Linked DNA regions of Mus musculus: all the other regions are linked to region 5. A link is a contact called in public HiChIP or PLAC-seq, Micro-C and promoter capture Hi-C data. All regions are on one chromosome and are shown on one strand. Each heading gives the region's core, a stretch centred on a gene start, on an enhancer-like site or on the middle of the called end of the contact. The rest is flanking DNA. Distances are from core to core; before and after follow the strand shown.

Region 1 (2,782 bases), core at 13-2,512, 960 kb before region 5:
AAATCCTAACTAAACACTATTCCCATCAAAGAGATTATCAATCTACCTTACACAGCTTGGTACCTCCTGACTACAAAGGAGCTGGAGAGATGGCTCAGCAGTCAAGAGGGTTTCTTACTGCTTTTGCAGAGGGCCTGGGTTTAGTTCTCAGCACCTGTAGTAGCTCATAACTATTTGTACGTAACTCAAGTTTCAGGGGATCCACTGCCCTCTTCTGACTTGCACAGACATCTGTATATATGTGATACACATAAGCTTACGCAGGCATATATACATATACACATAAGAAACAGACAAGCAAAGAGCTGCAAACGAACAACATTGGAAAAGAACTCTTTGCTGCACTCCCAGTGGAAAAAGGACACAGAGAAATCTGCACCTACCAGCTCCCGTCCTCCACTAGCTCCCTTTGCTGTCTGTACTCACCTGGAGTTCTTCAATCTTGGACAGATAATATTGACGGAGTCCACTGCCTGCCTTCCCCTCTTCCAGTTCCATCTGAAGACAAGTGTAAGTGTTAAAAAAAAAAAAGAAGAAAAGAAAAGAAAAGAAAAAGAAAAGGCATAAAGTACTAAAGGGTAAAGCCAAAGTATTTTCGAGGCACTCTACCATATAGCTTAAGAAACAAGGTCAGGAAAATACCATTCCCTTTTCCTCAGAAACTGGTATCTCGATGGGCGAGGTCTGTGTGTTTGAACTTCGGAGGCTTAGTTCTTGGTTCTAAGCCTTCATTTCTGAATCCACTACAAGGATGCAATTACCGCCTACCTTCGAGGACTTTTAGGAGTCTCAAGGGGCCATATACCCACCGAGCGCACTGCCCTGTGGCTAGAGCTACACATCCCCAGGGTTTAACTACTACAGACAAAGGCAGAACAGAGGGACCAAGTCCAGGTCGAAGCCCAGGCCATTCCGGCTTGCCAGCTTCATTCAGTTTCCACCCACCCCTGTCCTGCTTTCCTCAGGGCGGCGCTGACACAGCAGATCCAGTCCCAGGCAGAGTCCGGTCTGACGTGATCCACCCACCCCTGATCCACTGGACCCTCTCGCTCGTGGCCACCCCTCACTTCAGATTTTGTGCACTCCACACTCAGCTTGGATGCCGCCCAGCCGCCGCGGCAGAATCCTTACCTGCTCTGGCCCATCAAGCGCCATCTTCCCTCTCTCGGCAGGGATCGCCGGCATCCAAGTCACTCTATCGCGCAGGCGCGGAGGCGAAAGCATGCGCCCTGGGTCACCACCGAGAACAGTTCCGGGTCAATGGGCGGGGTGTGTGGCGATACAAACACAGTGGCTGTATTAGTAGAGGCTCTACTGGAGGTCACTAGTTTTGTGAAGAGATATAGAACTTCTGGTTGATGCTTCCTAGCGTTTAGGATACGAGTTATTGCACTCTACTTCCTAGCCTCTACTTTTAACTTGTAAGGCCTGCTGACAAAAAAATTTTGGCCACACTCAAAATGGCGGAAATCATGACGCCAGGAATGTAGGAAACGCGCGCAGAAGCGGAAGTACGATTACTGCCTACATGTGCTGCTTCCTAAGAGTTGAAAACCTGCGGAGTTAAGGGCTATCTAACGTCTGGGTAAGTGATTGCTCCACCGCCTGAGGAACCGAAGCGAGATCCAGTGCTCGGAAAGACGATCTCACCTTTTTCTTTCTCCCCAGAGTGAGTGATACTCCCCCATCCCGCCATGGGCAAGAAAGGCAAAGTAGGCAAGAGCCGGCGGGACAAGTTCTATCACTTGGCCAAGGAGACTGGTGAGTGGGTTCGCGCTGAGGAACAACATCCCCGTCTTTTCGCTTCTTCTAGTCCCGAGTTCCTTTTCCTTCGAGGGGGTTATGGGATTGTGAGGCTTTCCTCCTGGGAAAGGCCTCCGTAGACGGTATTGCCTTATACACCCACTCTCCACGATCCAGGTTATCGTTCGCGCTCTGCCTTCAAACTGATCCAGCTCAATCGCCGCTTTCAGTTCCTGCAGAAAGCCCGGGCCTTGTTGGACCTGTGTGCTGCGCCTGGCGGATGGTAACGTTTGGCAGGGGCTGCTATGATGACACGTTCCTGGCACTGGTTGGCTTTGAGTTGCTTTTCGGGGAGGATGGGAATCCGATTACACAATTCAGATTAAATATTCCATAGTATGTGTCTCTCTCAAATTTTGGAAGGGAGCGTCATTTTCCCCCTCTTGTGGTACTGAACCTAAGGACTTAACTCATGCTAAGGACTTAACTCATGCTAGGCAGCCCCTCCACCACCGAGTTATATCTCCAATTGCTTTATTTTGAGACAGGGACGCTGAAAAATTGCCAAGGATGGCCTTGAACTTTTGGTCTTAATCTCTTGCCCTCCTTAGTGGCTGGTAATGCAGCCCTGTGTTGCCATGCCCAGCAGGTTGCTTCTTGAATGTATGCATAGACATTTGGCCACTACACTTAACAGGTGCCTCTTAAGGGGATGAGAAGTCACCTTGCCAAGGGAGGATGAAAGGTATTTAAATCTGTCTCTTTCACAGGCTGCAGGTGGCTGCCAAGTTTATGCCTGTATCCAGTCTTATTGTAGGTGGGTGACTCTTGGGTATTTGAGGGGGAGGGGTGGGTTAGGTACTAATTTTGTCCTACATCTTCCTCCACCCTGTAATACTGAGTTAACATCTTTTAGGAGTGGACCTCGTTCCAATCAAGCCTCTCCCCAATGTGGTGACTCTCCAGGAGGATATCACAACAGAACGCTGTAGGCAGGTAATAAGACCTCTCCTTCTTTTCTTTCCTCTTTATGTGCTGG
Region 2 (2,889 bases), core at 226-2,725, 790 kb before region 5:
GCATTTCATCTTATGGAGCACTCACACAAGCAATGAATACTTCTGCAAAGGAGACTTTCACTAAATTTCACCCCTTTCTGACTTAGAATAATACTAAATATTTTTGCAAAACCTGATTGAGACCAGGAAAATGAGCATCACAATACCTGCCCCAACTGGGGAAGCAAAATATATTTAAAATGTCACACATTCCTTAGCTAAGTCCAAGACTTTTTGATAAAGAACCAAAATTATGCAAAATATATATAAAACAGCTCAAATATTTTGTAGAAGGCATTAAAAAAACTTTTCTTAGATTACATCTTCACAGGAGAATTACAAATACTGACAAAAAGGAAATGATTTCATAGTGATCCTTTTATGTACCGAATGCCTCTTTCAAAAAGTTACATAGTTGCAGGGGTAGCGCAGGATAAATATAAAAGCCGGGTTTTTCCAAAAGTAGGGTTTGAGTTATAACCCTCAGCGCTCAAGGATTCTTAACTTCCAGTAATCTGCGAGGAGCGCAGCTCGCATTTCTCAAGCCTGCTATTGCTAACAGGGATCCGCGTCGAATAGCGTCGCAGTGGATGCCCCGCATACCCTCCCCCCGCGTCCCCCTCCCCCGCGCAGGAGAGCGCACAGAGCTCCAGAGCAAAGCCCCGGGAACTCACAGGCCAGCCTGTGTGAGCAAAGGGAAGGAAATGACACAGGCAGGAAAAAAAAAAAAAAAAAAAAGCAAATCAAGGAAAAGACACAACAGCAGCTGGGCCTGCACCAGGCTCCAGCCCCGGCCCCACACTGAGCTCCGGCTCCCCCACCCTCAAGCTCGCGCGCCAGCTCGCTGGGGACCGCAGTGGGCCGCCCGACGGGCCTCGGTCCCGCAGACCCCTCCCCGGGATACGCCGGCCGCATGCCCGGAAAGAGAGTTGCCGAGTGGGTTTGGCCGGTAGGGCACCCCCGGAGGTAGCCAGAACGGCGCCCCGATCGAGGCACCGCGGAGAGGCGAGCGGTCCGCGATCCTCAGCCCCGGGCCCGGCGAACTGTCCATGCCTTGTCAGGCGGCGGCCCAGGGTCCTCCTCCCCTCAGCCTGGGGCGGGGCGTCGCGAAGCAGCGCGGGCACAGGCCGGGGCGGTGGCGGTACTCACCCATGGTGGCGATGGCGGAGGCGGCGGTGGCGACTACAGCCCAGAAGTGTCACCTCCGCAGCCGGGGCTGCATGCCGGGGGAGCGGGCGGCGGGGACGGCAGCGGGCCTGGCTCCGCGCGGGGGCCGTGGGCTGCGCTCGGGGCCCCCGCCGCCTCCCCAGGCTCCGGCTCCGGCCGCGGCCGGGCGCTGTGGCATGAGCAGGTTGGCCCGCTACATCCCCGGCGCTCCCAGGCTCGGCCCAACCCGGCCTCGGCGGCGCCACTCGACCGGGCCGCCTGCGAGTCCTGAAGTCCAGAAGACGCTCCGACCGGCCACTGTTCTCCACCTCAGGAACGCTCCGAAAAACAAACCGCTGGGCGCGCAGCAAGCCTTGCAGCCTGTCACTCATGCCAGCATCTGCCAATCGCATGCAGCCGCTGGGCCTTGGCACTACCCCCACTCTCATTACCAGCCAATAACCAGGAGGAAGTCAGATACTCCCGCCTCCTCCTCCCCGCTCTCTCCCAACGCCCTCACTCTCATCCGCCAGCTAATCACGACGGACCAATCCCGCCTACTCTCACAGGATGCCAATGGGCGAAGTCAAGGCGATTTCCGAGGGCTGGCTAGAGCCTGCCAATCACTGAGACAGCGCCCGTCCTCTCGCGCCTAGCCAATCACGGAGAGAGCGCTGAGTACCCGCCGCGGAGTGTCGCTAGCTGGCGCTCTCAGCCTCTCTGGCCAAGGTGTGGGCTGCTCCAATCACTGCTCCGGCTTGAGGCTCCGCCCACAACCCTCTGCTCAGTTGCGGAACCCTCGGCGGGCGCGCGGGCTGGCGCCGTTCCCCTCGGCGGCTACCCCGGCCTGGCGCCTTGCAAAGTCGTCTTCTGTAGAGGCCCTCAGAAAAAGAAAACCTTCGGCCCTATGGTTGTCGGTTGTTGGCGACCTCGAGGTGCTGAGGTGTCCGGCCCCTGCTGGGGCAAAGTGTCTGGCGCGGATTGGGCAGGGAAGGTTTGGCTCGATGCTTTCAGGCTACTTGAGCTGCGCGATACCCTGAGTAGCCTCGGCTTACAGGCAGGGGGATGGTCTTGTTACTTCTCTCATCCCCCTGGGTCTCAGACCTCCGAGGCCACACCTGATACTCCGTCTTCAAAGGCTAGGCTAGTGCTGGAATGTGGGTCCCCACATTCTGAGTTCTGCTAGAGTTGCTTTTGGACAAGTTTTGCTCTTAGAATTATAAAAGCGAGACACGTTTTTAAAAGAAAACTTAAAAGTGCAGGAAAACAGAAAGAAAAGCCCTACCCTGAAGATAGTTTTATCTATTTCCTACCTAGATATGCAACGTTAGACAAAAAATAACTTCATATTGTTTTCTGGTGTGCTTACACTTTTGTGCTTCCTGTGCCACTAAATATTGTCTCAAAACAATTGTACTGGCTGTGTGATCTTTCAAAAGAGCATTGTGATTAACTTTTTCAACCTCCATTGTTTCAATAATTCATACACCCAGTCTTAAGATTCCAACTCTACCACAGTTAGTGTGGCTTCCCTTTCTCTGGAGACAGTTCCAATGACATATTTCAGATTCCAGAAAAATCTGATGCCATTTTCAGTTGTCATTTAGAAACACTTACCTTAGGAGGTGGCTTTGGAGTATCAGATCTCTTAAGGAGTGTCTTACGCAATTCTTTTTCTTCATCCCCACTCTCAACCCATACTATTAACTTTATTGTCCTCTCTCTCTCTCTCTCTCTCTCTCTCTCTCTCTCTCTCTCTCTCTC
Region 3 (2,989 bases), core at 140-2,639, 900 kb before region 5:
TGCTTTCCCTAATATTCTGGATTCCAAAGACCATGTGAACTGGCAGAAACTGCATTTTCCTCCAGTCCCCTTGCTTTTTGTGAGTTCGTGATGTTTGTTTGATGATGAAATGTGGTGAGACTGAGAACAAATTTGGCATGTTAAACGCACTAGGCAAGGTTACAGCTGTGTGTAAAACATTGAGATCTTCAGGTGAGGGTAGTGTGCGTTTCCAAGTTCCTGTATGATGTGGCCAAACTTAAAATTCTTGGAAGTTAGTCGACTGGTATAAATCTGAGACAGGAAAAAAAACAAGTATTCATTACTTGACAGTATGTACACAGATGTATTGGGCCCTCACTCCACAGTAACTGAAGTGACTAAAAATCACTTCATGATAAAACGGAGTCCTCATTTTATTAGTCCTATATGGTTTGGCCCCTGCTGTCTTTTTTCATAAAGGCAAACTCATCACAGGTTTCTGCTAATAGAGGACATACCACCAAGTCTTTAATCCCATCCCAGCAGAGGCAGAGGGAAGCTGATCTGAAGGCCAGTCCAGACTACATGCGACACTATCTCAAAAATACCTCACTACCAAAAAATAGTTATGAAGCACTTAGGGACAAAAAAAAAAAAAAAAAAAACCCCAACAAAAAACAAACCATAGCTCTCGTTTAGTTGAGCTATTTTCTGTGCTTTAAGGAGAAGGAACTTTGGGCACAAAGGGTAAGTTTCCTCTTTGTTGTTCTATTGCCTGAGACTGACCCAAGAAAGACTTGTTTTTCAATTGGAGTCCTACCAGGTGAAATGGCACCTGGGATTTGGGAACCGCAGAGTGTGGGATGAGGGGTGGGAATACCCCTGGTAGCCAAGTCAATAGCTATAGTTAGCCCTTGCCCCTTTTCTTGCTGCTGGGTTAGGAGGGGTACAGAGACTCGAGGGAGACTCTAGGGTCCTTTGGAACTGCAACAATGACAAGGTCTTTCGCTTCCACATACGTGGGGAAACCTGCCTTCGTCCTAGATAAGGAACGACCTCAGCAAAGGGGAAAAAAGACTAGTTAATAACTCTCTCCCTGACGAAGCGACTGCGGGTCTAGCATGTCCGGTAACGGTAACGTGGGATGGAAGCAGAAGCTCTCTCTGGGGAAAAGCGGAGCTTCCTCCACTGGGATGGGTGGGGTGAAGCGAGGCGAGACGAAGCAGAGTCCTTAGTGGGCAGGGGGTAAGGCGGAGCATCTTCTGAGAACCGGGCAAGGCAGGACTTCCTCTGCTGGAGGCAAGAGGCGGAGCTCCCTTCTTGGGTGGGGCAAAGCAGGGCTTCTCCGTAGGGGAGGGGCGGGACTTCCTCCGTGGGGCGGGAGTAGGAGGGGCTTGTTCCGTGAAGGGGAGGGGCGAGGCTCGGCCAGTCTCCCTGGGTCCCTCCACTGCGCATGTCACGTTGCGTACCTCCCTCCCAGCAACCGGCCTGGCGGCAGCGCGGCTACAAAACTGAGGAGGCGGAGCCGAGACGGAGTCGGTACTGCGCTCTGACTCCTAGACCAGGTACCCGGTGGCGGAGCCGCCTGGTGCGCTCCCAGGGATAATCCCTCTTGCCAGACTCCGAGTCCGTGTCCTCGGGGGTGAGCCTCAAGTGGCCATCCCGGCTCACCCTCGCCCTCCTCTGGCCCTCATTTAACCTGGGTTCTGGGTTCCCGCATTGAGGTTACAGCCTGAGAGCAAAATTAGGCTTGGGCCTGGCTGGGGAGATGCTGAGCAGAGTTGCCGGACCGGAGAGGCTAGCTACCGCATGGCCTCCCCACCTTTTCCGGGGCTTCCAAATGGGGTTGAGTTCTCATACGGAAGCAAGATCAGAGCTATTCTCTGCTTTGGTCAAAACGAAGAGTTTCTAAATGTGTTGTCTTAAGTGTCCCAGCAGTTTTGGGGACCGAGTATGGTGGCGGAGAGTGAGCATGACAGAAGGGGAGTGGCTAAATAAAATTGTTCATAATTTTAGGAAATAGATAACTTCTCAACTCAGTCTTCTGCTAAGACCCTAAGGTACTTCAATTTGACCCCTTTCTCCCAGACGGTTGGACTCGGTCTTACTGAAATACCCGTTGAAGTAGAACTATGTTCCAGTGTTTGGATGGGTCTTCATGATAGTTGATAACCTTATCCGGAGGTACCCAACACCTGAGACTGACTCAGATCCTTGAGGGTTGATTAACCAAATTTGAGACTGTGGGCGTGGCTCAGCGCCTGAGTTCTTGATTAACATCAGTGCGGACTTGCTTTCCATTCTCCACACTACCAAAAAGAAAATTGCTAACTTGCTTCTGCCGTAGTGCAGGAACTTAATAGTTTAACCATTAGTTATAGTACGGAAACTGGTCAACTCTCTTCACCCTTTAATTAGGTTTCTTAGAAGATTTTTTGGCTGGGTTTATAGTTGTGACCTCCGACATAAAGTTTGGAGGACCAGCGGTAAAAATAGAAGAAAAAAAAGTCTGTCAGAACAAGTGAATTCTCCTATCGGTACCTGTTGTAGTGGGAGAGATAATGAGGCGATAGTATGGTTGGGTGGTTGGAGAGGTGTCTCTGTAGATAGGAAGATATGCTGCCGTCTCCAGAACTCATGTAGAGAGCCATGTGTGGCCATGAGCCTGTGACAAGAGAAACACCAGAGCTTGCTGGCTGTCAGCCTGTGTCCAGAGTGATAGAGTAGAATACACAATGTCCTTTAGCTTCACCAAGCATAGAAACAGGTACACACATAAATATATACATACATACACACACAAGCACATACATATATATACACATATATACATACATATACACACATTGGTAAGTGTAATAGTTAATGTGAGAGCCAGGCATGATGGTATATGCCTTTAATCCCAGCACTCGGGAGGCAGAGGCAGGCGGATCTCTGTGAGTTCGAGGCCAGCCTCATCTACAGAGTGAGTTCCTGGACAGCCAAGGCTACACAGAGAAACCTTGCCTTGAGGGGAAAAAGCTAAGGT
Region 4 (2,773 bases), core at 173-2,672, 980 kb before region 5:
AACTCTTTATTGGACAAGTTAACAAAAGCAGTTTAGTCAAAAGACCAAAGCCTATGTCATCTTTGGCCAGCCTGGTCTACAGACCTAGTTCCAGGACATCCAGGGCTGCACAAAGAAATCCTATCTTGAAAAACCAAAAAAGAAATACAGAATCTTGTACCCTGCCCCCATTTCATTGAACCATAAACCACATTTTAACAAAAAGCTCGGCTTTCTTCTGATATAGGGTCTCCTGTAGAATCAACTGGTGATGCAGCTGAGAACCATCCTGAACTTCTGGCCCACCTGCCTCCTCCTGTGTGCTGGGATTTTGAGGATGCACCACCATGTAGTTGATGCAGTCTGGGGTTCAAGCCCAGGGCTTTGTGCACGCTATAACCTGAGTTACACCCCCAACCTGATTCTGAGGATTTTCAGTGCCTAGTTAAGTAGCACTATTCTATACCGTGGGTAGGAGATACCACATTGACAGAGGGTAGGTCTATAACATAGCCGAAGCCAGTGGTTTCTGAAAAGGTTCTCAACTTTTCTTTTCTTTTTTGGTTTTTCGAGACGGGGTTTCTCTGTGTAGTCCTGACTGTCCTAAAACTCACTTTGTAGACCAGGCTGGCCTTGAACTCAGAAATCCACCTGCCTCCGCCTCCCAAGTGCTGGGATTAAAGGCGTTTGCCACCACGCCCGGCTGATTCTCAACTTTTCAAAACTAAGTCCTATACAAACTGGATAAAACTTATTTCAGTACCTGGAGTTCTCTCAGCATGCAAAATCCCTTCACCTAAAAACATTTTCTGCGAATTACCAGGCTTCCTTAAAGAAAGGCACGGGCAAGTTAGTGCAGTTAAGTACTCGGAGTTGGGCCAAGCCAAGCTTTCACTCAGCTGGGTCACGTCTGGGGCCGCCCATGTCCTTGGAAGCGCGGAGCAACCAATACAGGCTTCTGGGGGTAGATGGGTGGGTGGGTGTGGGGTGCCTTATGCCACCGGCCCCGAGATGGGCTCTTAAAAAGTGGTTGGCGGCTTTCCCGCCGCGGATCGCTTATTTTTAAGGCTTGAAGACGCAGAATTGACGGAACTGTTTTGGATGGGCCATATCGGGGATCTCGCCGAGGCAGCAGCACTACGGAGCAAACAGCAAACACCTAACAGTTCGGACGGCCCTACGCGACCTTCGAACTCTGACCCCACGCCTTTCTCCTCCGCGCTTCCGCGTGCAGCTTCCGCTCCCGCTCCTCCGGGAAAAGGCCGCCTCCCCCAAGGGCGGGGCTCTAAGGCCGTCAGTTATGGGAGGTGCTGGTTTGAGGCGGGTCTCGCGAGGGCGGGATTTAAAGAGGCATTCTCGATTGGGTTGCCGGGCAGGGGCGGGGCCTGCAGGGTCTAGGTTGGGCGGGGCTGGGAGTTCGTAACCGCCTCTGGGTAACTGGACTCCGGCGATCAAACCTCCGGAGGCCGGGAGAGGCCTGCGGGCTCGCGGCACATCCCGGATCTGGAGTATCCCTGGCAGGAGCGGAGTCAGAGGGGCCGCGGGATCCTAAAGCCGGGCTGCAAAGAACTTGCGAACTTGGAGTAGAAGATCCCGGAACCCGGTAGTAAAATCGGGAAGTCCCGGATCGCGGAACGTAGCTCGCGGAGCGGACTCAACACGGAGACCGGAGGCCGGATCGCTGCACCGCGGGACGGGACAGAGTGATGTCCGGCCGTGGCGCGGGCGGGTTCCCGCTGCCTCCGCTGAGCCCCGGCGGCGGCGCCGTTGCCGCGGCCCTTGGTGCGCCGCCTCCGCCTGCGGGACCCGGAATGCTGCCCAGCCCGGCGCTCAGGGGCCCGGGGCCTTCTGGAGGCATGGGGGTACCGGGGGCCGCCGCCTTCCGCCCCATGGGCCCCGCTGGCCCCGCGGCGCAGTACCAGGTGAGGAGGGCAGGCGAGCGGCGCCGCGAGGGCGCTGTGTCGGTCTCCCTGGGGCCTCAGGTGAGGACAGGCGGCCCAGGGGACACTGCAGGAGGAACTGTCGAGGGCTGGTGGCGGGCAGGCCAGAGTCCCTTGGTTAGTGGCTCGGGGTTGGAGGCAGTGTTGGGGAAAGGGTGAAAGCCCTCTGCGGTGGAGGGCTTGAGCAGTTAGAGGAGTCCCGGGGCTTCTTGGCTCCGAGTAACTTAGAGATGGAGGCTTCGTGAGATCTAGAGAATTGTGGGCAATCAGGTTGAAAGTGTAAGACAGGTCCCGGAGTGGAGGTGAGGGAGTGACCCGGGATGTGGTGAGGAAAATTTGGAAGAGGGTCGTTAGTGAGAAAACAGGGTTACTCTTTCTTTGGCCTCGGTCCCACTGCATCTCTGCCTTGGCTTTCTTTCTTTCTTTTTTTTTTTTTTTTTCTTCCTAGTTGGGAACTGGCAGAGCGTTAGTATGTCTGAGATGGCTCCCAGCTGCTCAAGTTGAGGAGGAAGGAAGCCAGGCTTCCTACGAAATGGGAGACTAAAGAGATTGGGCCCAGATAACTCCAGGATAGATTAGAAATAGCTGTGTCCAGGTCTGAAGAAGGCCCGATCCCATTAACAGACCATTCAAGATATCCTCTGTACGGGGCTTTCCTTCTTGATGCCAGTGTCCAGTAAAGTTTGGAGGAGCAGGGAGGCTTTGTGGAGTCCTGCTGGTCTTGGGCTGCACAGGGTACTGCCCTGACCCTTCTGTCTTGGCAGAGAGCTGTCTCAGGTTGCAGCATCAAAGGCCATTGACAAGCAGAGACAGGACCCGTGGTCAGTGCATTGGGAACTCAGCCTGATTCTGCA
Region 5 (2,897 bases), core at 222-2,721:
TCCTGTGTATGCAGGCTTCAGATCCAGGTGGGAGGGAAGGGCAGAGGAGGCTCCTATGTAACTGTGGGTCACCCTGACCCTACCTTTCCCCTCAGCAAATGCCCACAGCACACCAGGCCACCGCAAAGGCCTCAGACTCTTCAGGGGGCCCTCTAGTCCTAGCACAAAGCTGCAGCTGCTGTCCCATCCCTTTCCGCTGACCCAGCCCCCAATTAAACATAAAAAGGGGATGTGGAGGCAACACCCAGCACATTTTTTAAAATTCTGAGTGCCTCTGCCCCCCAAGATCTACCCTATCAATGTTTATGAGTGTTCAGGTTCTTGTCGAGGGACCTGTCTGACCTCACATTTCAGATAGTTCTAAAATAACGACGACGACGACGACAACAACAACAACAACACAACAACAAAAAAAAACATACAGAAAAGAGAAGGGTGCAGTTTGGGGGGCTTGTGTGGTTGGTCTTCTGTGGGTTGTGGTTTGTATCTTTAGAAACTCTTTTGCACCAAAGACTGTCCACTCTGGAGAAGTGCCAATTTGATCAGAATTGAACACACAAAGTGAGAAACGAACACACACACACACACACACACACACACACACACACACACACACGCACGCACGCGCATTCGGTTCTCCTGGCACAAAACTGTTCCACAGGGTTACGATCGAACGGTGCATAAGTCCTCTGCCACAAGCTGTCCTTAAAGACCAAGTAAGAAAACATAAAGACCCCATTGCCAGACGCTGAACAGACTGACCCCTCACGTACAGAGTAAGAAACAATGCGCCTCTGGCTCTCTGGTTGTATATCAAGGTACCCAGACCAGCGCGGGGCGAGCGCCGGGGGTCCGGGTGGCCCGGACACCAGCCCTCCCTCTCCCTCCCAGGCCGCGGTGCCTTGGCTCCCCTCCCCCGCCGCCTGCCACATCTGGTTCCACTCAGGTCCTCCCCCACCTCCAGGCGCGCTCCTCCTCCCATCTCCTCCCTTGCTCCCAGAAAAGTGGAGACGAATTTAAAAAATCCAGTCACACACACACACACACACACACACACACACACACACACACACACGCACACACACGCGTGCGCGCGCACACACACACACACACACACACGCACGCACGCACTTCTTCAGAAAAGATGGGAGAAAAAAAGGAGGGAAAAGTCAAGAGGCCCGACTCCCGAAGTTGGCCAAGTTGGCAGCGCCTTACCCAGGAGGGCGGCGGCGGAGTCCGCCGGGTGGCCGAGACGCAGTCCCCCGAGAAGCAAGACGCAGCGCAGCAGGTGACGAGGCCAGGGCGCGAGGGCAGGTCGGATGGGTACCATCCCTGCGGCGCTCGGAGGACGAGAGTACGGAGGGCGCACGGCAGGGCTGCGTGCAGAGACAGCCCTAGCGCTGTGCTCAGATGACCGCCGGCGAGGGGATCGCATCCTCCTCCGGGTCCGGACGAAGTGATGCCTCCCGGAGAGGAGGAGGGAGGAGGCAGGCCCCGCAGAGGGAGGGCGGAGGGAGGAGCGCAGAACCCTGGAGGAGGGTTTGAGGGGCAGAGGGGAAGGGAAGCGGGCAGCGTGGGAGGGGACGGAGGAGGCGCGGGGGCGCAGGGCTGGGGACCCGGCCGCAAGGGAGTGCGTGTCGGGAGGGAGAGGAGGCGAAGGCTGGAGAAGAGGATCAGCGAGGTCCACAAGGATCCCAGTGTGCGCTCTTTATCTTCCCCTATTCTGCTTCTTAATTCCTTCCCGCCTTGTCTACCCTCTCTTTTCAGACCGGGCCTGGAGCCCCAGACGCTGCGTCACAGCTTCTCCTGCTGGCGCGAGAGGCGAAGCAACTGCAAAACTTTCCGCAGAACTTCACCGCGTGGCGAAGCCTGGGCTGCTGCGAGGCCTGGCCAGCCGAAGGATGGGATGCGCGACTGACTCAGGTGGCCAGTCTTGGGCCCCCAGCATCCCCTCCATCCAGCCTCTTCTGCCAGGTTTTAGGCGCTGAGCATCAGCTATTTCCTTTCCTAAGACCCCCCTCCCCTATTTCTGATGGGGAAGAGGAGGAGCTCAGAACTCCGCGCCACCCGTGCGGAGGTTGGGGGAGGGGAAGGTAGAGCTCCTGTTGCTTGTGAGCAGCGCAAACAATTCTTGATCATCTTGTTTCAGCATGTGTGACTCCTGTGTCAGTGTCCCTGGCACAAAGAATGTAACACTTGAGTTGATAGGGGCCGCTGTATCCAGAGACCTGGGACAAAAGCGGTCCACTGGATGTCCCAGAAGACCTACATCATTCCCACCAGCTGGGCTGCTGGCCGGTAGCAAAGAACAAAACGGAAATTTCATGAAGACAATCCAGTTACTTAGCATTATGCAACAGGTCAGATGGCAGAGCAAAGCACTGGGCTGAGAATCTGGATTTTGGAGAGCAGCCGACACCTAACCTCTGATTTCCCAGTCTTGAAAGTGATGCTTGGGAGCTCCAGCTGAGAACAGGCTTGAGATTTCTGGAGTCCAACAGCACAAAGCAGACTCACCTTCTCCCATCACAAGAGATCAAAACACTGTAAAACTGTAATATAAGTTTTATTGTTTCCTGGACTGGCCACTGAGGGGCTTTTTTTTTTTTTTTTTTTTTTTTTTTTGAAATAACAAACATGACTTTTCATGACTCCTGTTGTAGGTACTCTTTCTGTATCTCTGCAATAAAGGCTCTGCTCCAGGGAGGCTCCACCTTAGCCCTTCTGAACTCTGCCAACTGAGATTCTTGGCTTAATATAGCCCACTGATTGCAGGTCCCCAAAAGGAGCACCTGCAGGCCCCTGGAAAGGTTCTGCTAGCCACAGCCCTGACTGTCAGCCAAGTGAACAAAACCCCTTACCCTAAGGCTAACTTGAGCAGGGTTGCAGATTGGCTT
Region 6 (2,956 bases), core at 33-2,532, 770 kb before region 5:
TTAAATCGATTCTTTGTGAATTTCGCATCATGCACCCCAATCTCACACTGATCCTGTCATCCCTCCAGATCCATCCTCTCCACGCTTGCAGTCTCCCTCCCCTAAACAAAACCAAACCAAACCCATCCCTGATGTAGAAGCAGAAGCTGCGGTGTTGTGGAGTGTCACACTGGATATTCTTTTGTCCAAACAGCTTCACTTGCAAATGTCCATTGCCATGAATTATTGGTCTGGTTCGAGGCCTCCGGCTTCTGCCACACTTTCTTTTTTTGTTTTTTGTTTTTGTTTGTTTGTTTTTTGTTTTTTGTTTTTCGAGACAGGGTTTCTCTGTGTAGCCCTGGCTGTCCTGGAACTCACTTTGTAGACCAGGCTGGCCTCGAACTCAGAAATCCGCCTGCCTCTGCCTCCTGAGTGCTGGGATTAAAGGCATGCGCCACCTCGCCCGGCAAAATAAAACAAAGGTTCGGGAGCGGAAAAAGACCGGAACGACACGGGAACCCGCGACCGGCACCGACAGAACCAACTCGCGGAAATCGGGCAAGCCGGCCGCGCTGCCACACTTTCTTAAGGCGTATTTCTATGAAGTACCTTCTAACTATACCCTTAGATGAAGTCATTTTTATCTAAGGGCGGGTCTCTGAAGGTCTTTGAAAAGGAAAACAGGTATATCCAGTGTAAGTAAGTGCTTTGAGGGTTATGAGTAGGACAATTATGACAACTGGGGGTTGGGGGGACGGTCCTAAATGAAGCCTTAGGCACCTAAAGAGCTTCAGTGACCAGCAGTGAGGACTACCAGGTTCTCACCTTTAACCGCCAGGCGGATACTGAGAGTGAGTTTAGAGAAGATTCGACTCCTTTCCATGTCCTTGGGGCCCTTGATGTGCCGGACTTTAGACCACTTATTGTGTCCCGCCGAGGCCGTCGCGCTGACATGCAGCGTCCTGTGTGGCGCTGCACCACAGCCGGGGTTTGCATGCTGGGAGGCGCCCCAAGGACCCACGCGGAACCCGAGGCATCGCACACGAAAGCACGGGACAGCGGTCATTCTCAGGCTGGCGGCAGCCCAAGACATCATCTGCTTCGACAAGGGGCTGCGCGGTGCAAAGATGAGCAGCTAAAATCAGCCCGTCTAGTCCGGCCCCGGAACAACCCGGTCTGGACGTTCAGACCGCTGCTACAGCTCTCCAGAAACTCAGAGGTTCGGCTCTTCCTGACGCTGCACTGCCTTGAGTGACCGCGAAGGAGCCGGGCGCGGGGACCCTAAATGGTGCAGTACACTTCCTTTGCCCGGTCCGCCGCAAAAAGACGTTCCCGGATTCTGCAAAGTTGGTTCCGCTGCCTCGCGGTACTCGTTCCAACCCCGCCCCTGCCAGGAGTGACGCAACCCTTCTTTGCTCCCGGTTGCTTGGAAACGACAGATCACCTTCCCGGAGAGATTCAGGTGACTGACTTTCCTTCCTAACTGAGCAAGTCCAGAATAAGAATTGTTTGGTTGAAAAAGAAATATGTAGTTCAGTCGGTTCATTTTACAGATAAAGAAACCGCCGCCAAGGTTGCCTGTTTAAAAAAAGGAAGCAATAAACAAAAAAGTACTAAATGCTGGGCGTGGCAGGCCATGTCTGTGATTCCAGCACTTAAGAGGCGAAGGAAACCTTAGGACTTTGTCTCAAAAAAAAAAAAAAAGCAAAAACTTTAATTAAAACAAACAACGACAAAAAAAAAAAAAAAAAACAACCAAACAAAATAAGCCACTACCCCACCAGCCGACGAGAAGCGATTTGCCCAGTCATTTAAAACTTTCTGATTTAGATTTCATTTCTGTAAACAAGGATGGCATTGCCTGTTTTGCCAACCCATACTGGACAAAAGATCGGGCCAGCCTTTGAGTCAAACTGCTATCTTCGTTTTCCATCTGTTGTTTTAAAATTAGTTTAAGTATTTTTAATATATGTGTATGGTTGTTTTGACTGCATGTATGTCTGTGCGCTACATGTGTGCCTGGTGTTCTCAGATATTTATTTTACAGATAAAGAAACCGCCGCCAAGGTTGACATCAAGATAGCCTGGAACTGATGGTTGTGAGCTGTCACATGGAGAATCGAAATTGAACCTGGGTCCTCTGGAAGGGCAACCAATATCCTTAACTGCTGAGCTATTTCTCCAGCCCCTTCCACCATCGGTTCTCTTGGCAGAGAAAACAAGAGAAAAAGGACACTATGGAAAAATAAAGAAAAAATAATGTAGCAGCTGCTTGAAACTCTTTAAGAGCTCTCTAGGGGGGGGGTGAATTAAGTCTCAAGAGCGTAACACATTTAAAAAAGCAGGTCAGTGTGAAGGCAGTTTGAAGTCTTGCTCTCTAAAGTTAGGCTGGATGAATTCAAAGTGTGTTTCTGCCATTTAGTAGTGCAACCTTGGGCAAGTTCTTTACTTTCTGTTTCCTTCTACAATGGCCTTGAATAAGCAGGATGAGGGGAAGGGCACGGACACAGATTTTATATTATTTTTTAAAAGATTTATTTTATTATTATACATAAGTACACTGTAGCTGTCTTCAGACACACCAGAAGGCATCAGATCTCATTACTGATGGTTGTGAGCCACCATGTGGTTGCTGGGATATGAACTCAGGACCTTTGGAAGAGCAGTCAGTGCTCCTACCCACTGAGCCATCTCTCCAGACCCCAGATTTTATATTCTTAGTGGATATGTCCAAAATTAATCTACTTACCTTTCATTCTCATGTATGTCTATGGGAGGGCATTATGTTAGCTGTTAGATTATCCTTGTGTTTCCTTCCTAGTTCCAGAATAGCAGCTGGCAGCCACCAAGCACAACCTGAGTTCTTTTTTTTTTTTTTAAGATTTATTTATTATGTGTAAGTACACTGTAGCTGTCTTCAAACACTCCAGAAGAGGGCATCAGATCCCATTACAGACGGTTGTGAGCCACTATGTGG
Region 7 (3,060 bases), core at 452-2,951, 870 kb before region 5:
CCCTTTGCTACATAGCTGGTTTGAGTCCCGCCTGGGCTAGAGATCTTGTCTAACAACTACAGAACATTTAAAGAAACTTTAAAAAAATTTTCCTACTGGAGGTAGGCTAGGGGACCTGAAATGGCATGTGACAGAAGCTCATGTGACACTCCAGCGCTTCTAGCCCCTGCCCAACTTTTTCTCAGATACTTAAAAAAATTTTTTGTGTGTGTGTCCGTGTGTACCAGGATATGACTTGTAGCCCTGGGTGGCTTCGAACTCAGAACGCTGGCGTGGGCCCACAGTTAGCTGCTTTCGATCCTTCCTCCTCCTAGCTAACTGCTGACTGTGGTAGCTTTCTCCAGCTCTGCCCACAGATGGTCCCAGCAGGGCGGGCTGCCAATCAGTGCCCCGGAGCAGCTGCCTGGTGTCCCTAAGGGCTTCACCCTTCTTGTACAAAACAGCTCCCTTGGAGAATCTGATGATAGGTGTGGATAATTTTTCCTAGGAAGAGTCACCCCTAGTTGTGGAGGAACACCCATTACGAAGTCCAGGCTGAGCCTCAGTGCAGGCAAACATCGACCTGAGGCTGAGGGAGAAAAGCGAAGCTCAGCGTGGGTGCATTAGCACCACAGTGGGGCGCGGGTGGGGATGGGTGATGCTGCCTGCTGCCTCCCTGTTCCCCTGCCAGGCAGGAGGCGGTAAGTTGTTCTGTTCCCTGACACGCGTGGGCCTGCGCTAGAGCCACCAGTTTTATTCCTGTTACAGGGGTGTGGAAATATGTCGCCGAGGGCTGTGTGAAGACAGTCTCCAGCTGGGCTTCAGGCAAAGCCCTCAGCAGAAGTCTGTGCCCTAGATGCTGCTGCCTAGAGTCCTTCCCCTCAACCTGCTGTGCAGTGGGCTGGGGCGGAGCGGCAAAAGCAGCTCTTGTTGCACTTTGTTCTCTAAACAACTCCAGCCTAAATGGCTCTCTGCTCCCTTCGGTGGAACAAGGTGTGCTTGATGCAAGGAAGTGGGTCCTTTCAGATAGGGGCTTGACCTGGGCCATGGCAAGGCCCGAGGTTACTAATCCCACAAAATCTGGTCACAGAAACCATTTAGGATGTCGAGCTTAAGGGGGCTGGTGATTTCGGAAACCACAAGGCTGCAGTTCTCGGATAGCGGATCTGTCACACCCCTTCAGTAGTGACATGGGCCCACCGCCGGCTCCCTTGGCCTAACATCGGGGTATACGGAGGGACTACGAGCCGCCTCCATCTTCCTCTGTAGGACTCCGTGGCTGCCAGTGGACCTGCCTCCCGAGTCCCCACAGTGGGGTGCCTCAAACTACTGGGTCTTAAGAGCGCAAGAAGGGGGCGGAGCTAATGGGACTGCGTTCACAACGGCTAACGGGTAAACCGAGGCAGTAAAGGCCCAGGCCATTTCTGAAGGTCCGCGCCGGAAGAGCCTTGCGTGTCGATCGCAGGCTGAACTCGTCTCCTCCCGAGATCTGCGATTCGGTCCCCGCCGTCGTCCCTTCTCCACGAGCGGCAGAGGAGGTTGGCTCCGGGAGGCGGGAGAGCGCGGGCTGTGAAAGCGATGTGGGGGCAGACAAAGGCGGGGGGACGGCGAGCAAGGGAAAGACAAAGCACAGAGGGGGGTCGGCGGCGGCTTCTCCCGGAGGCGGCCCCGGGCGCGCGGAGCCAATGGGCGGGCGCGGGGCGGGGGCCGGCGGGGGCGGCGCCGCGGTGAGGCGGCGGCTGCCGCTCGGGGACCACTGGCAGCGGCGGCAGCTCGCGCCCGCGCCACTTGCACCCGAGGCGGTCCCGCAGCGACCGACCCCCGCCCCGCGGCGCAGGCCGGGCCCGGTGAGACCCACGGCGGCCGGGGGGAGGGGCGCGGAGCGTTGCGGGGCCGACGCCGCCTGGCGGTTCGCGCGTTGCGCTCGCGGGGATCCCGAGGCTCGCGTCGGTCCCGTAGGGCCGGCTCGTGGTGGGGTGGGGTTTCGGGGTCTGGGGTCCCGAAGAGCGGGCGCGGGAGGCAGCGCAGCCTGGCCAGGCAGGAGGTCGGGCCCAGCACTGTCTAGGGGCTGGACGTCTAAGCCCGGTGAGGGGGCGCGCGGGTCTGGCGGTACCCTGCCCAGACCTCTGCTGACCTCCCTTCATCCCAGGCGGGGTCTCTGCCTGTGCTTCCCACAGGCAAAGACCGTGGAGCCCCTGTCCCCGGCCACTCTCGCTAACTTTGTTCTGTCTCCACATATGTTTCCACTCAGGGACCCCCTAACCCTTGGGGGCTGTATGAGGGGCGGGTAGGCTGTTGGGGGTGGGTGAGGGGCGGAAGTGGCAAGACCCAGAGCAACAGGAAATGACTTAGGGAAAGTCCCAACCGCAGCCCCCCAACCCCCTGCCTAAAAACACCCCAGCCTGCAGAGTGGGGGAGGGCTCATGGGGCCCCACTGACTGACTTCCCCTTGCAGAACCCTCTTGGCTCGGCATCTCCTCCAGGGCCACCAAGCACCTCTGAAGAGCCATGTTCCAAGCTGCCGGAGCCGCCCAGGCCACCCCCTCTCATGTAGGTGTCCAGCCAGGTGGGGAGGAGTCAAGGGGACAAGAGCAGCTTGTTTGCTTGGCACCTTGTGCCACCTCGAGTGCCCCTGGGATGTGGGCTGGGCCACCGGAGAGCTGACCCCTCTGACTCTTCCTCTTCCCCCAGGAAGCCAAAGGCAGCAGTGGCAGCAGCACGGTACAGCGGTCTAAGGTAGGGTCCTAAGGGTGGGTGTGGGCAGAGGAAAGGGTCGGCGCTAACCCGGCTTCTTGCTAAGTGTACTCTGCTCCTACTCCACAGTCCTTTAGCTTGCGGGCTCAGGTGAAGGAGACCTGTGCAGCCTGCCAGAAGACTGTGTACCCGATGGAGCGGCTGGTGGCAGACAAGCTCATTTTCCACAACTCTTGTTTCTGTTGCAAACACTGCCACACCAAACTCAGGTGCGCTCCTGCCCTGTCCCGGCCTGCCCACCTACTTGCCCACCCTTACCCTACCTTCCCGCCCTGCCCCAGACTGACCCAGATGTTCTCTGCTTCCACAGCCTGGGCAGTTATGCTG

Evidence for each region. Promoter capture Hi-C pulls out the DNA fragments that hold promoters and counts their contacts. A called contact is a pair of places that touch in the nucleus more often than the background predicts. HiChIP or PLAC-seq counts read pairs in DNA pulled down with a chosen protein or histone mark.
Region 1: an H3K4me3 HiChIP or PLAC-seq map of fetal liver shows a contact between it and region 5, with 4 times the contacts expected there. The contact joins the promoter of Ftsj3 here to the promoter of Mrc2 in region 5. A contact is called at or near these places in 5 of 39 promoter capture datasets (cranial neural crest, embryonic stem cells, hippocampal neurons and 1 more), 6 of 115 datasets of contacts at active chromatin or transcription factors (the NIH/3T3 cell line, embryonic forebrain, embryonic stem cells and 2 more) and 2 of 9 other capture datasets (embryonic stem cells and pancreatic islet).
Region 2: a contact with region 5 is called in an H3K27ac HiChIP or PLAC-seq map of embryonic stem cells, with 8 times the contacts expected there. The contact joins the promoter of Map3k3 here to the promoter of Mrc2 in region 5. A contact is called at or near these places in 14 of 39 promoter capture datasets (the 3T3-L1 cell line, 3T3-L1-derived adipocytes, cranial neural crest and 6 more), 1 of 484 Hi-C or Micro-C datasets (embryonic stem cells), 16 of 115 datasets of contacts at active chromatin or transcription factors (the NIH/3T3 cell line, astrocytes, craniofacial prominence and 9 more) and 1 of 9 other capture datasets (embryonic stem cells).
Region 3: a contact with region 5 is called in a Micro-C map of embryonic stem cells, with 5 times the contacts expected there. The contact joins the promoter of Strada here to the promoter of Mrc2 in region 5. A contact is called at or near these places in 4 of 39 promoter capture datasets (cranial neural crest, hippocampal neurons, liver and 1 more), 1 of 484 Hi-C or Micro-C datasets (embryonic stem cells), 4 of 115 datasets of contacts at active chromatin or transcription factors (the NIH/3T3 cell line, astrocytes and embryonic stem cells) and 1 of 9 other capture datasets (embryonic stem cells).
Region 4: a promoter capture Hi-C map of hippocampal neurons shows a contact between it and region 5, with 3 times the contacts expected there. The contact joins the promoter of Smarcd2 here to the promoter of Mrc2 in region 5. A contact is called at or near these places in 5 of 39 promoter capture datasets (cranial neural crest, embryonic stem cells, frontonasal cranial neural crest and 2 more) and 2 of 115 datasets of contacts at active chromatin or transcription factors (the NIH/3T3 cell line and astrocytes).
Region 6: a contact with region 5 is called in an H3K4me3 HiChIP or PLAC-seq map of embryonic forebrain, with 6 times the contacts expected there. The contact joins the promoter of Taco1os here to the promoter of Mrc2 in region 5. A contact is called at or near these places in 13 of 39 promoter capture datasets (the 3T3-L1 cell line, cranial neural crest, embryonic stem cells and 5 more), 8 of 115 datasets of contacts at active chromatin or transcription factors (the NIH/3T3 cell line, astrocytes, craniofacial prominence and 5 more) and 2 of 9 other capture datasets (adipose tissue and embryonic stem cells).
Region 7: a contact with region 5 is called in a promoter capture Hi-C map of embryonic stem cells, with 6 times the contacts expected there. The contact joins the promoter of Limd2 here to the promoter of Mrc2 in region 5. A contact is called at or near these places in 8 of 39 promoter capture datasets (the 3T3-L1 cell line, cranial neural crest, embryonic stem cells and 3 more), 1 of 484 Hi-C or Micro-C datasets (embryonic stem cells), 5 of 115 datasets of contacts at active chromatin or transcription factors (embryonic forebrain, embryonic limb bud, embryonic stem cells and 2 more) and 1 of 9 other capture datasets (embryonic stem cells).

The regions. Positions count from the first base shown.
Region 1 is chr11:106,254,564-106,257,345 of GRCm38.p6, reverse strand. It overlaps Ftsj3 (FtsJ RNA methyltransferase homolog 3 (E. coli)), which reads left to right and starts at 1,262. Exons shown (of 21, transcript NM_025310.3): 1 at 1,262-1,585; 2 at 1,669-1,761; 3 at 1,921-2,026; 4 at 2,514-2,560; 5 at 2,660-2,739. The coding sequence starts at 1,695. It overlaps Psmc5 (protease (prosome, macropain) 26S subunit, ATPase 5), which reads right to left and starts at 1,161. Exons shown (of 11, transcript NM_008950.1): 1 at 1,132-1,161; 2 at 427-498. The coding sequence starts at 1,155.
Region 2 is chr11:106,083,173-106,086,061 of GRCm38.p6, reverse strand. Map3k3 (mitogen-activated protein kinase kinase kinase 3) reads right to left here and starts at 1,475. Exons shown (of 16, transcript NM_011947.4): 1 at 1,129-1,475. The coding sequence starts at 1,132.
Region 3 is chr11:106,192,003-106,194,991 of GRCm38.p6, reverse strand. It overlaps Strada (STE20-related kinase adaptor alpha), which reads left to right and starts at 1,389. Exons shown (of 13, transcript NM_001252448.1): 1 at 1,389-1,526.
Region 4 is chr11:106,271,621-106,274,393 of GRCm38.p6, reverse strand. Smarcd2 (SWI/SNF related, matrix associated, actin dependent regulator of chromatin, subfamily d, member 2) reads left to right here and starts at 1,422. Exons shown (of 13, transcript NM_001130187.1): 1 at 1,422-1,901. The coding sequence starts at 1,686. It also overlaps a transcript of Tcam1 not described here.
Region 5 is chr11:105,291,220-105,294,116 of GRCm38.p6, reverse strand. Mrc2 (mannose receptor, C type 2) reads right to left here and starts at 1,471. Exons shown (of 30, transcript NM_008626.3): 1 at 1,216-1,471. The coding sequence starts at 1,330.
Region 6 is chr11:106,064,367-106,067,322 of GRCm38.p6, reverse strand. It overlaps Taco1os (a long non-coding RNA gene), which reads left to right and starts at 1,282. Exons shown (of 3, transcript XR_003949781.1): 1 at 1,282-1,441; 2 at 2,027-2,956. It overlaps Taco1 (translational activator of mitochondrially encoded cytochrome c oxidase I), which reads right to left and starts at 1,232. Exons shown (of 5, transcript NM_027346.2): 1 at 805-1,232. The coding sequence starts at 1,075.
Region 7 is chr11:106,158,817-106,161,876 of GRCm38.p6, reverse strand. Limd2 (LIM domain containing 2) reads left to right here and starts at 1,701. Exons shown (of 5, transcript NM_172397.4): 1 at 1,701-1,826; 2 at 2,435-2,529; 3 at 2,671-2,715; 4 at 2,803-2,942; 5 at 3,044-3,060. The coding sequence starts at 2,488. It overlaps Gm10840 (collagen alpha-1(I) chain), which reads right to left and starts at 2,489. Exons shown (of 2, transcript XM_030246469.1): 1 at 2,419-2,489; 2 at 718-2,117. The coding sequence starts at 2,489. The coding sequence ends at 1,316.